Linked DNA regions of Mus musculus: regions 2, 3 and 4 are each linked to region 1. Evidence: chromatin contacts called from public HiChIP or PLAC-seq and promoter capture Hi-C data. All regions are on one chromosome and are shown on one strand. Each heading gives the region's core, a stretch centred on a gene start, on an enhancer-like site or on the middle of the called end of the contact. The rest is flanking DNA. Distances are from core to core; before and after follow the strand shown.

Evidence for each region. Promoter capture Hi-C pulls out the DNA fragments that hold promoters and counts their contacts. HiChIP or PLAC-seq counts read pairs in DNA pulled down with a chosen protein or histone mark.
Region 2: a contact with region 1 is called in an H3K27ac HiChIP or PLAC-seq map of embryonic stem cells, with 5 read pairs. The contact joins the enhancer-like site here to the promoter of Dnajc27 in region 1. A contact is called at or near these places in 1 of 115 datasets of contacts at active chromatin or transcription factors (embryonic stem cells) and 1 of 9 other capture datasets (embryonic stem cells).
Region 3: a promoter capture Hi-C map of pre-B cells shows a contact between it and region 1, with 3 times the contacts expected there. The contact joins the promoter of 1110002L01Rik here to the promoter of Dnajc27 in region 1. A contact is called at or near these places in 5 of 39 promoter capture datasets (the 3T3-L1 cell line, the C10 cell line, hippocampal neurons and 1 more), 3 of 484 Hi-C or Micro-C datasets (CD4 T cells, pro-B cells and uterus), 1 of 115 datasets of contacts at active chromatin or transcription factors (epiblast stem cells) and 1 of 9 other capture datasets (liver).
Region 4: a contact with region 1 is called in a promoter capture Hi-C map of pre-B cells, with 4 times the contacts expected there. The contact joins the promoter of Fam228b here to the promoter of Dnajc27 in region 1. A contact is called at or near these places in 2 of 39 promoter capture datasets (hippocampal neurons and pre-B cells), 2 of 484 Hi-C or Micro-C datasets (CD4 T cells and the N1E-115 cell line) and 1 of 115 datasets of contacts at active chromatin or transcription factors (neural tube).

Annotation. Positions count from the first base shown.
Region 1 is chr12:4,081,165-4,084,145 of GRCm38.p6, reverse strand. Dnajc27 (DnaJ heat shock protein family (Hsp40) member C27) reads right to left here and starts at 1,572. Exons shown (of 7, transcript NM_153082.4): 1 at 1,273-1,572. The coding sequence starts at 1,359.
Region 2 is chr12:4,718,579-4,721,559 of GRCm38.p6, reverse strand. It overlaps Fam228a (family with sequence similarity 228, member A), which reads left to right. Exons shown (of 8, transcript NM_029107.3): 7 at 2,842-2,981. Among named protein-coding and RNA genes, the nearest start is that of Fam228a, 18 kb to the left of the region's middle. Within about 2 kb of position 1,474, at least 39 of the 459 cell types and tissues checked have an H3K27ac peak or open chromatin away from gene starts, as enhancers often do. A contact at or near this core is called in embryonic stem cells, where this site is marked.
Region 3 is chr12:3,425,331-3,428,030 of GRCm38.p6, reverse strand. It overlaps 1110002L01Rik (RIKEN cDNA 1110002L01 gene), which reads left to right and starts at 1,284. Exons shown (of 3, transcript NR_030694.1): 1 at 1,284-1,530. It overlaps Asxl2 (additional sex combs like 2, transcriptional regulator), which reads right to left and starts at 1,174. Exons shown (of 13, transcript NM_001270988.1): 1 at 819-1,174. The coding sequence starts at 875.
Region 4 is chr12:4,767,476-4,770,584 of GRCm38.p6, reverse strand. Fam228b (family with sequence similarity 228, member B) reads left to right here and starts at 1,351. Exons shown (of 7, transcript NM_175431.5): 1 at 1,351-1,679; 2 at 2,064-2,195. The coding sequence starts at 2,088. It overlaps Pfn4 (profilin family, member 4), which reads right to left and starts at 1,290. Exons shown (of 4, transcript NM_028376.4): 1 at 316-1,290. The coding sequence starts at 432.

The sequences.
Region 1 (2,981 bases), core at 323-2,822:
AGTTATTTCTAATATTTTCCCCTCCAATTTGATTGTGATTGTGTGTGTGTGTGTGTGTGTGTGTGTGTGTGTATGGGGTATCATTCCCCAGTGGTTATCCACGTTCCTTTTGGAGACAAGGTCTCCGTGGGACCTGAGGCTTGCTGATCAGGCTCCTTGGTCGGGGGTCCGGGGACCCAGCAGTCTGTGCTTGCCTACCACTGGGATTAGCAGTTTTCTGCAGGACTCCTGGGAACAGAACTGCTATTCACACTCACACTGCACCAACTCACAATATTCCCAACTCTCCTGCCTTTGTAAAACAGAGCTGGAAAATAGTCAATAGTCAATAAATGTTAATCTTCAGCAACTGTTTTGTTAACACATACATGAAGGTCCATATGTAGAACGGGAGCACGCTAAATTGTATAACAGCAATAAACACTTCCTGAGCATCTTCTAGCACAGAGCACTGGCTTACATAGTAGTATGCAAACGCTCCCATTAGAGGTCTTCTGCGTTTGGTTTAGTGAAGACTCCACTTCGGATGCCTTCCCTGTCTGTCGACCTTGGGAATTCTTAACCAACAGTTTCCCAACGTTAAGGGAAGAAAACGAGTAACTGGCATCTAAATTCATTTAGGAAAGGCCTCCCTTCCCAGATGAGAGGAAGTTTAGTAGCTAATAAGCAGCAAATGATACAGAAATGATACACTCAGAAAGATGGTATTTTTTTAAAAAAAAAGACTCCTCCGAGAAAAATGGACGTGACAATACAAAAAATTAAAAACACAAGATCTAGGGCTGTCAGTGCATGTCCCCTGAAACACACTAGGTTGTTGTGCTCTGGTGGTGGGAACATAGACTCCAGGCTGTTCAGGGCTACATTTTTTAGAATCTAACACCTCCCTGGCATCTCTTTAAACAGCAAGGCTGGCAACCACTCTCCCCAACCCGCAGGACCTCGTCCCCTCTCAGGGGAAAAACAGATTTGGTATGTAAACTGATCATTCGACATCGGAATCTAATTACTACCTTCAAATTACAATCAAAGATCAGAGGCCACCCTGACACCTTTTAGGGACAGTGACGTCAGTAAAGAGCCAGCAGCCCAAAGGTCAAAAAGGTCAAGATAGTTTTCCTCTGGAGGCCGCAAGCCCCAGTGAGCTCAGGATGCTAAACTAAGCAGAGAGGAGGCGGAGCTTCAAGCTTTTGAGTGGCGGCTCTCCTAGCCAATGGGAATGTCGCTCTCACAGCACGCGGAGGTCCTGCCCTCGCAGCACGCGGTACTCACTTTCCCCACTTCGGCGTTGCCCATGGAGATGACTTTGATGCGGAGGGACTTGGCGGGCTCCTTCCTCTTCGGCACGTTGGTCTCCATCGCCCTCGCTCTGCCGGGGCCGCGGGTTGTGGTGTCCTTACGCACCCAGCCAGCCTGGAGTCCCTCAGGCCTCCTCGCCCAATGACGGAGCCGCTGTGCTCGTCACCACCCTGGCTCCGCGGCTCGCCATCCCCACCGCTGCCTGGCCGCGGACGGACGAGGGCGGTTGGGAAGCGGCGAGCCGCGGAGGGCGAGCGGAGTCTCGCGATGACTGCGCGCCGTGACGTCATTGCGGGGCCCGGGAGGACTGGGTCTTGGGGTCCTGTTGGGCCAGTGCGGCCCGGTTGCAGGCGATTGGGGTTTCTTTGCCTGGCATCAAGATTGGTCTGTACATGGTGGCAGAAATAGAGCGGCTGTCACGGGGAGTTTTTGACATTTAGTGTAAGGCCCAGTCATGCCAAAGGCTTTTTTTTTCCTGGAATCTTCACCGATGGGTGCCTCTGCTGCCATCCTCCTCTCCGTCAGTACAGTGACTGCAGACTACAGTTTCTGCAGAGGACTGAGCCCAGGATCACAGTGGATTCTGCGGATGTCCCAGTCACCTAAAGATGGTATCCGAGCAAACGCACGCTTTAATTCTGGCACTCAGGAGGCAGAGGCAGGCGGATCTCTATGAGTTCAAGGCCAGGTGGAGCTATATTGTGCAATCCTGTTTCAAAATAAATATATAAAAACCTTTATGTATAAATTGTACATGTGTAGAAAGCTTTATGTAACTTATGCACATCCTCAGCCTACTTGTGTCATCTCACATTATCTGCCCCACTGTCTTAGGGTTACTGTTGCTGTGAAGAAACACCATAACCAAGGCAACTTGGGGAGAAAAGGGTTTAACTTGGCTTACACATCAAAAAAAATTTGGACAGGAGAGATAGGAAAGGAAGCTGGGGGCAGGAGCTGATGCAGAGGCTGTGGAGGAGTGCTGCCTAGTGGCTTGCTCCTCATGGCTCCGTTCAGCCTGCTTTCTTACAGAAGTGAGTTTCTTGGCTTCTACCCAAAACCCAAGAAAGCCAGCATAACTACTCAATACAAAGTAAATGCTATTACAATGTAAATATCATTCTTATGTAAATAGTTGTTAGTCTATATTGTTGTCCTTTAGGGAATAATCACACACAAAAAAGTATCTGTTTAGTACATAATCACCCCTCCCCTGATTATTCTTAATGGACGGTTGCTTCAATCTGCAGACAGCCTGCAAAGGCTTCATCGAAGAAGGTAGCATCAGATGAGAATTGGGAGTCTGACCCTGGTTCTGGAAAAGGACCTTGAACAAGACTCTTTCCTGGTTGAAAACCAGAGTTGCCTTTTGGAGCAGAGGCAGTGTGTGTGTGTGTGTGTGTGTGTGTGTTAATTTTCCCTCTCTGGCATCAGTCTAATGGCCCCCATCCTCAGGAGGAAGACTGGCTGGATAGTTCTTAAGGTTTGTCCAGCTCTGTGATGGTGTGGGATTCTCACAGCTGCCAACATCCAGGCTTAACCCAGAATCTTGTTCCCTTTCCCCTTACCTGACAAGATAAGGTAGATAAGGTAGAATCATAAATTTTACGATAACTTCTTATGGAAAGCAACTGTTAGAATGAAAGTCAGTCTGACAGACACACTATTCTTTTAGTCAATAA
Region 2 (2,981 bases), core at 225-2,724, 640 kb before region 1:
TCCCATTCTTTGAGTTCCTGTATTCTTTGCTCAAGGTTCTGCCTCCACATTTTAATTTTTTCTTTATTTTGTTATCCATTTTATTTTTGATTGATTAATTTTAAAAGGTTATTCTCCAAGTCTTGCTTCCAATTCTCATTATTTTCTCTCTGCTGCTCAGTCTGATCTGTGAGCTGTTGTCCTTTGTTCTAGCATCTTTTCTAGCTAGAACATTTTCATCTATCTGTCTCTTATTCTGATCTATAATTTCCTGTGTCTTCAACTCTAGTGTTTCCTCTAGGCCAGGTTGCCAAGTCTTAAATTTTTCTTTCTGTTGTTCATTTTGCTCTATAATTACCTGTATCTTCTGTTCTAGGCCCTCCTTCCACAATCTTAGCTTCTCTTTATGTTGTAATTCTGATATGGTGGCATCTGCCTTATGTTGATTTAGTAAATTATCCTCTAGACTTTGCTTCCAAATTTTATCTCTGTCTCCTTGCTGTTCAATTTGATGTGTGAATTGTTGAATCCTTTTTTCTAGTGTCTCTTCCAGCTCCTGTGGCCAACCTTTATTTTCTTCTTTCTGTTGCTTATCTTGACCTATAAAATCCAGAACCTTTAGTTCTAGTGTTCCCTGTAATCTTTTTATCTAGGTCCCTGTCCTTTGAGAAGACATAGTAGATCAAGAGGATAAATAGTTCAATAAATGACAAGGTGTCTATTTCCTTTAAATCCATCCCTGTCAAACCATTTAGAATATCATCCCTTAAAGCCCAAAAGGTATTTACTGTGTTTCTTATCTGTAACTATCGATGTATGATGCTTATTACCTCATCCAGAGCCCTTTGTACCTTTGTCTCCCTCTGTGTTCAATTCAGAGTCTGGCTGTCCATGTCCTTTGTAGATGCCGGGGATACGGGGAAGCAAACACAGAAAGGCTCTCTCAGGCGGGTGTAGATGCCCCAATCAGTTCACTGTGTCTGCCCAAGTCCAGTTCCAGGATGCAGTGCTGCCCCTGGTGGCAGCTGTCTACCTGGGGCTTGGGGAGAGAGCCTCTCTGCAGTTCTCTGTAGGCCCCTCAGACCCAGTCAGCTTTCAATCTACACACTGCTGCAGCCTAGATGGCTGCCCCAGCCTTGTATTAGGGGGGAGGGGGAGGGGCAGTGATCTTTTATCTCAGATTAGTTGAGTTCTAATCGACGCCATTTTGTTTCGGTAAATCTCCAACCTCAGTACTCCCAAGCAAGGAAAATGCAACTCAGTAGTATATTTATAAACTGCACATCCATATTGGGCAGATATGCCTCTACACCACTTTCCTTCCCATCTATGAAATCCCTGCTACTTGCAGTTTCTCCAGGCCATGCGCTTCTGCCCCATCTTCCTTCCAGCTCTCCCCTTCTGTCTTTGCAGACTCCTCAAACTCCTCCTCGGCTCTTCTTGTCTTGCCCGGGAAAACCCGCCTCCTCATTTTCTGCCCAGTGATTGGCTATTTTTCATCTTTCTCAGCCAATCAGATAATTAAGGGAAATTCCTCTACAGTACCGCCCCTCAACAAGCCGACCTAGAGAGTTGGGTGTTGTGGTAATTTCTTACCCTAATAAGCCCGTATAAAGAACATATAATCTAATTATTATATTTATAAGCTATACGTCTAGATCAGGCAGATCTATCACTATATTGATTTATTCCCCAGCTACGAGATCCCTCGTTTGTGTTTTGTCCAGGCCATGTGATTCTGTTCTATCTTCTTTCCTCCTCCTCTTCCTCTGTTCTCTGAGACTCCCTGTCCCACCTTTCCCCTCCACTGCCCGATCATAGGCCCTAGCCTTAATGTGACCGGTCAGAATGGGGGGAAGGGTCAGTGATGTCACCTGAGGGCATGATCTACTCCTGGGGCAGCTCCTCTTGAGGAAGTGGAATTAACATCAAATACAAACAGCAGCAGGGCAACCCACACCAGCAGGGCTGTGTCCTGTTTATCTTGATGTTTTCAGTGGCTAGAGGACAATGAACAAATTCTTATGAGATAGATAAGGGGGTGGGAAAGAGAAGGGTTATCTCCTCAGTAGGGATAGGCCGCGTCTCTCTGAGAGGACAAATCTTCTGGAGGGTGCCTCGTTTAACAAAGGAAAGAACTTGAGAGTGATTCACTAGACTAACCAGGAGCAGTGGATTGCAAAAAGCAGAATCTGTCTCAAGTGAAAAAGTGGAGAAGGCCCCTTATCTAATCATCGAGAAAGCCCAGCAGCTTGAGGACCGCGGCCCCTGTCCTCTCCTCCAGAGACCTTGCTTCTTACTGTCGCTTCTCCTTAACAAACGGCTTAGTTTCTGTTCTCTGCTTTGTGTATGTGCTGCCGGTGAATTGTGCATTCTCCCTAGCTTCCTGGTCTAAGGACCTACAGGCTGCCTGGTGGCATCTCTGTTCAAGCGTGGTCTCAGGATTGATGCGCCTCCTCAGCTGGAGAAAGGCGTGACTCACCTGTGGCACTTGACAGTTTGGAAGGATAAAGTTTGAAATCAAGTAGCTTCAATTGCTTTGGGCCTCTGATAGGGCAGCACAGTGCAGCAGGAGTTTCTGTAGGGTTAGACTGCTCAGGAAACAGGGAGAAAGGGGAAGGAAGAGAACAGAGTTCCACAGTCCCTTCACCCTCAGACTTCAGCAACTCTACTCTAACCTCATCCTTAAGGTCCACAGCATTCCCATGTGAACCGTTAGGGAACATTATCCTTAGCAGAGCAGATGGCCAGGCACCAGCGATGTCTAGCCAGACCTTTCTTTTCACAAAATGAATAGCATATTCATCGAATAACGTTTGAATGGTAGAATTGAGTTGAGATTTTCCCCCCCTCTTTTCTCAGTTCTGAAAAACCTGTCTTTACATTAAAGTCTCATCTGCCTAAGGAAGAGAAGACTGTCAGTCGAAGCCAGCTTGTTTTTGAAAGGCAGTTCAGAGCCTCAAGGCTCAGCCAGGATATCAAAGAGGCTGAAAAGAAGGGTC
Region 3 (2,700 bases), core at 35-2,534, 660 kb after region 1:
TTAAAAAAGAAGAAAAGAAATGAAAAGAAAAGAAAAGAAAAGAAAAGAAAAGAAAAGAAAAGAAAAGAAAAGAAAAGAAAAGAAAAGAGGAGGGGAGGGGAGGAGAGAAAAGGAAAGGAAAGGAAAGGAAAGGAAAAAGGAAAGGAGAAAAAGAAAGCCAATAAACTACACGTCCCACCATGCATTGCAGCCTTACTCAGAGTAGGTCTCTACGGAAACAGAAAAAAAAATTCTGAGTCCCACCTGTTACTTCGTTTCTAAACACCTCCTGCACTTTCAGCTCTCACAGCAAACACAAAAGCCTCGTGACCTCACATTGGCTCCCGGAGCAAGATAAGCGGGGGCCCCGGTCTGGCAGCACCTCTGCCTCGACAGGAGAACGCCACCGAGCTCAAGCGCTCCCCTCTCCTTTCCGGGGCTGGAAGCACGCACAAACCGCCTCCTGTCTGCATCCAATCGGGGCTCTCCGAGGCGCACAAGGGAGAAGAACCGGTTACTGGGCAAGCACAACACACAGGGCCGAGACAAGGGGTAACAGTGTAGGGGCGACAGCGACATGACCCCGAAAGGCAACCTCACAACACCGAGGAGGTCCAGTCGTAGCCACCGCGAGAAGTCGCAGTCGCGCGACGGATTCCTCGCGCCGACGCCTCGGTCTCCTCACGGCTCTCCAACGCGCCCGTAACTGCCGCTCTCTGCGCGCGCTTTCCTGATCCTCAACCCGGTCGCGGGGCCAAGTGACCTCCCTTGCCTTGCGACGGGTGGCCGGCGAGAAAACGAACTCCTGCCAGCCTTTCTCTCTGCTCCCTCCTCCTTACCGTCTTGGCGGCCTCCGCCCAGGTCCTGCCCTTCTTCCTACGGCCCTTTTCCCTCATGTCGGTTCTGACTGACTGGGAGGCTTCCGTGCCCCGGCTCCGGCTGCGTTCCCTCGCCTGCTGCGCCCTGCACTGCTTTTCCCGCGGTGCCAGGAAAGGTGGGAGAAAGGGGAAGTCGGACCCGAGAAGCAACTCAGCGAGCAAGCGGCCGCGGAGGCGCGCAGTGGCGGGGGTAGGGGGCTCTACGGGGTGGCCGGTCCTGCTGCCGCTGCCACTGCTACCGCCGCTGCCATATTGGGTTCTTACTGTACAAGCAGCTTCTGTGGTCACGTGACCCCTGCCGCGCGGCCGTCACTACTGTACGCTGCAGGCCGCGCGAACGAGCGCGCACTTGCGCGCGCCCCCAGCCTCGGCGTCGGACCGGCAGGCTGCAGCAGTTAGCCACGCCCCTGCACTTCCGGTGTCTCCGCATCGAGCCCTTGCGCACGACGGAGGGCGGCCCATGGTCTGTGGGTCGGATGTCTGGCGGTCACACCCGCCGGGAAGATCTTCTGGCGGAAACAGAATCTGCTCCTTTCGGGAAAGGCTGATTGCGCGGTTACGTGCAGCGTGTGTTGAGGAGTGGCTCTGGAAACTTAAAGAGCCCGACGATCAAGTGATCTTGCCAACTACCGTTTTAATCAGCATGTTTTATTTTGTTGTGGTACAGGCTCAGGTAAGGCGGACCTTAAACTCCGAACTTCTGTCTCCCATTACTGGTAATTACAGGCATGCATCGTCTTGTCCTCAAGTTCATTTTTTACAAAGCTTATCTTTTTGAAGACGTACCGCGTGCAGTTCTTGTCTATTATTAATCTGATTAATAGATGAGACAGGTTAGATTGATTTACCAACTCTCTAGTATAGGATGTGAATATACCAAAAACTAAGTTGTTAGCTACCAAGCCTTGTCTCGCAAAGTAAATAGACCTTTTTTAGGCCAACAGAAACCACGTTTATGGCTCAGAGGATAAGTGCACTGACTATTCCGGAGGTTCTGAGTTTAATTCTCAGCAACCACATGGTGGCTCACAACCATGGGATCCGATGCCCTCTTCCGGTGTGTCAGCTACAGTGAAGACAGCTACAGTGTACTCATACATAAAATAAATATTTTTTAAAAAGGAGTTTAGAAATCGCATTGTGTTTTTACATGTGATTGGTATCATCAAAGAAGTATGTTTTATCTCCCTTGGCACAGAGCCTATATGTATCAGGAATCCGTTAAATATTTGTTGAATGGTTCAGCTATGTCTAGTCAAGAAACTATTCACTCTTCATAATGTCAGTAACACCCTCCTGAATATCCAGAACATTTTATCTCTGATTATCTGTTCTTGTAAACAACATAGAGGAGAATGCACAGCGGCTAGGGATGTGGCTCAATGCAAGCTCTCCGCCTCCCATGGGTACTGGGGATTGAGCCTGCAGGCTAGCATAAGCCTTCTACCACTCAGCTGTACTCCAGCCATTCTGTTGTTTTTACATAGGCAGCGTCCCCCTAAATTATCCAGACTGTTCTTGAATTCGTTCTGTAGCTTAGGCAAGTGTACACGGATTTCTATCTTCATGCACACCAGAAGAGGGCATCAGATCTCATTACAGATGGTTGTGAGTCACCATGTGGTTGCTGGGAATTGAACTCAGGACCTCTGGAAGAGCAGTCTGTGCTTTTAACCGCTGAGCCATCTTTCCAGCCCCCAGCTTCGGCAAGTTTTGACCTTGCAATCCAAATTATTCAGCCTCCATAGTACCGGGGATTGCAGGCCTTCACCATGAAGGCACATCTCTAGTGATAACCTGTTGTCTAGAATGTAGGCGCTCCCTAGATGGGTTTCAGCAGTTC
Region 4 (3,109 bases), core at 102-2,601, 690 kb before region 1:
CACTTTATTGCCAATCTGTAACACTGTGTGTGTGTGTGTGTGTGTGTAATCCATGAGTTGATATTAGTAATTAAGATAGCAGAATAAGAATCTGTGCTTACCCGTGAGGTTACCAAAGAAAGCAGGCATATGTATGAAATTGTTGCCACAGAAACTATCGTACTTTGTGAATTTATCATTACTCAATAAATTCTGACATTGTTGAAACATGTTCGGATGTTACATAGCTTACAACACATACATGAAGATAACATATAAAATCCAACACTCTATATGCTAACCTAAAAAATATTTTTAAGAAGCTTTCACCCTTACACTAAATCCTGGTGATGTCACACACAGGGTCTTTTCCTGGAGTTTGATGAGGGCTGCGCTGTCCACGTGTTTCGTCCCCAGCAGGGTATCTAACAGTAAGTTCTGCAAGTGACTCATGCTTCTTCGGCTCTGAACCAGAACCTGCAGCTGAAGACTCCACGAGGGACAATACAAGTGCTTCTTGTGTACGTTCCAGCTTATTATCAGTGTGTGTCCTCTAAAACGGTGGACGAGTGAAAATAGTGGTCCATCATCCAGGGTTCACCAGTACTCAGAGGGGAAGAAAAACTATTATAGAAAAATCAGAATTCACAGAATGGTTTATGAAGGTGAGTTTGAAAAAAAAATCAGAGCCTCAATATTTTTATCTATTTAATGATTTACCTGAGATTTAAAAACAAAGGTCTATGCCTATTATTTTGGGTACTCTAAGGGCAGGAAGGTCACAAGTTCAAGGCCAAAGAGACCCTGTCTTAGAAAAATAAAGATCTGCGAATAAGTCCTCCATTCAATTCTCAGCTCCGCAAAAATGAACAAACAAATAAATAAAAGTAAAATAAAGTAAAAACAAAAAAAAGCAACCAGTTATCCACAAAATCTCAAAACCACTCAAGGTGCACCACCGATTTAAAAAAGATACTCTTTTCATTCCTCCTCCTTGGCCAGCATCAACGCTGTAGACAAGACACCGGTCAACAAACCTGAGCTCTAAGACCACCTTGGAGGCTCTTTAGAGCTACATTTACTGCTCATGTGCTGCCATCTTGGACGGCCCTCAAAGGGTCAACCGCCACAAACACTCTTTTGCCGCAGGTTCCTAGTAAGGCGAACGACTCTCTCCCGCCGCTGCCTTCGGAGGACTAATTGATGGGAGGCCGGTAGCCTAACTGAATCCTGAGTCCTGGAGGCCGGGAACTAAACACAGAGTAGGGGCTACAAGAGGAGACGAGGCTCCGCTAGGGGCGGGCGTAGCACGGATCTGAAAAGCTGATTGGCTGCGATAGCTGCCTGTTAGCGCGAGACAGTTCCACTGCCTCCTTTTCGACTCGCCTCGCTCCCAGGCCAGAGGGCTGCACTGCTCCGTGCTGTTCGGCGAGGTGCGCGCGCGTTCTCGTCTTCCCGCTGGCCGAGGGGCGCGTAGGGGTGGCGCCGCGTCCCAGGAGACAGAGGTCCGAACGCCCGCGCGTTCCGAATCCAAGGTCTCGGGCTGAGGCCGCGGGCTCACTGTGGTGCGGAGAGCCGAAGGGCAGGCCCACCGCCAGAGGGGGCTGAAGGACCTGTGGAAGCCTGCGCGGCAGGACGGCCCGCGCACGCGGTCTGTGTCGGAGCCGGCGAATCGCGAATCGGGGGCCCGGTACTCCCGGGTGAGCGGGCCTGGTACCCTAGATTCATCATGGGCGCAGACCCACAAGTCTTCTTCTCCCTCACATGCAGGCCCCGGGGAGGGCTTTGGATCTCTTGGAGCTTGAAGGTCCCAAATTCCCTTCTTTCTCTAAGTTCATTTGTCAGTAGCTTGAAAGCGGCAACTCATCAGCATTCATGTCATATCAAACCTAGAAAACTGCTGGGAACTAGATTCCTAGCCAGGAGGGCTTCAAGAGAGCCCTGTTTCAAGCCAATTGGAAGGGACACATGGACGGGCAGTTTTCCAAGACTCGTTCCCTAAGTGCCCAAGGTCATGAGTGTTGATTATTAAACCGCGGAGAAAATTACTGTGAATTTTAATTACAAAATAAATGCTATTTTAGCTTTTCTAGGGACTGTGTTACTTGATGACCACAATGAAAAATAGGAGCCAAGATGATATGGTGACGGGCACACTCCCCAAGCTCAAGAGCTCCAAAGAATGGTTGGAACCACAGTCGCTTTCTTTTATGGAGGTACAGTTGTATGACTGTTGAGGTCCTTGCTTAGAGATGTGCCTTGTGCATAAGTTTTATTTTTCTTTCTATTTTACTCTATTGGATAGAACCTATCTATCCCCATTAACTCTACTAACTTTGTTACTTACTTACTTTGCTCTTTAAGAGCTTAAAGTAGAATCATATACCATTGATTATAAATTTTAACAATATAACAAAGCTGATAAAAACCTACTTAAAGCCGGGCGTGGTGGCACACGCCTTTAATCCCAGCACTCGGGAGGCAGAGGCAGGTGGATTTCTGAGTTCAAGGCCAGCCTGGTCTAGAGAGTGAGTTCCAGGACAGCCAGGGTTACACAGGGAAACCCTGTCTCGAAAAACCAACCAACCAACCAAAAACCCCTATTTAAACCTGGATATGTTGTATTTTTCTTCCTAAAGAGTTTTATTAAGGTATAATTGGTGTAAAATAAATACACTTGAAATGCATAACGATAAATTTTAACGTGTGTATGTTCCTGAAGCCAGTTTTACACATCAAGATAACAAATACATTGACTGCTCCCAGTTTTCTCATCAAGTTCTTTTGGAGTACCCCCTCACACTTCCCTCATTTCCTGTAACCATTCTGTCATTATGGTTTTGCTTATTTTAAAAAAATTTTATGCAGTGAAAACTTATGTATTCTTTTTTGGTTTGTTTCTTGTTTGTTTGAGACAGGGTTTTGTTTGTTTGTTTGAGACAGGATTTTGCTGTATAACCCTGGCTGTCCTGGAACTCGCTTTGTAGACCAGGCTGGTCTGAAAAATCAGAGATCTGCCTGCCTCTGCCTCCCGAGTGCCTGGCTCCTATGTATGCTTTTTTTGTTTTTGTTTTTTCGAGACAGGGTTTCTCTGTGTAACCCTGGCTGTCCTGGAACTCACTCTGTAGAC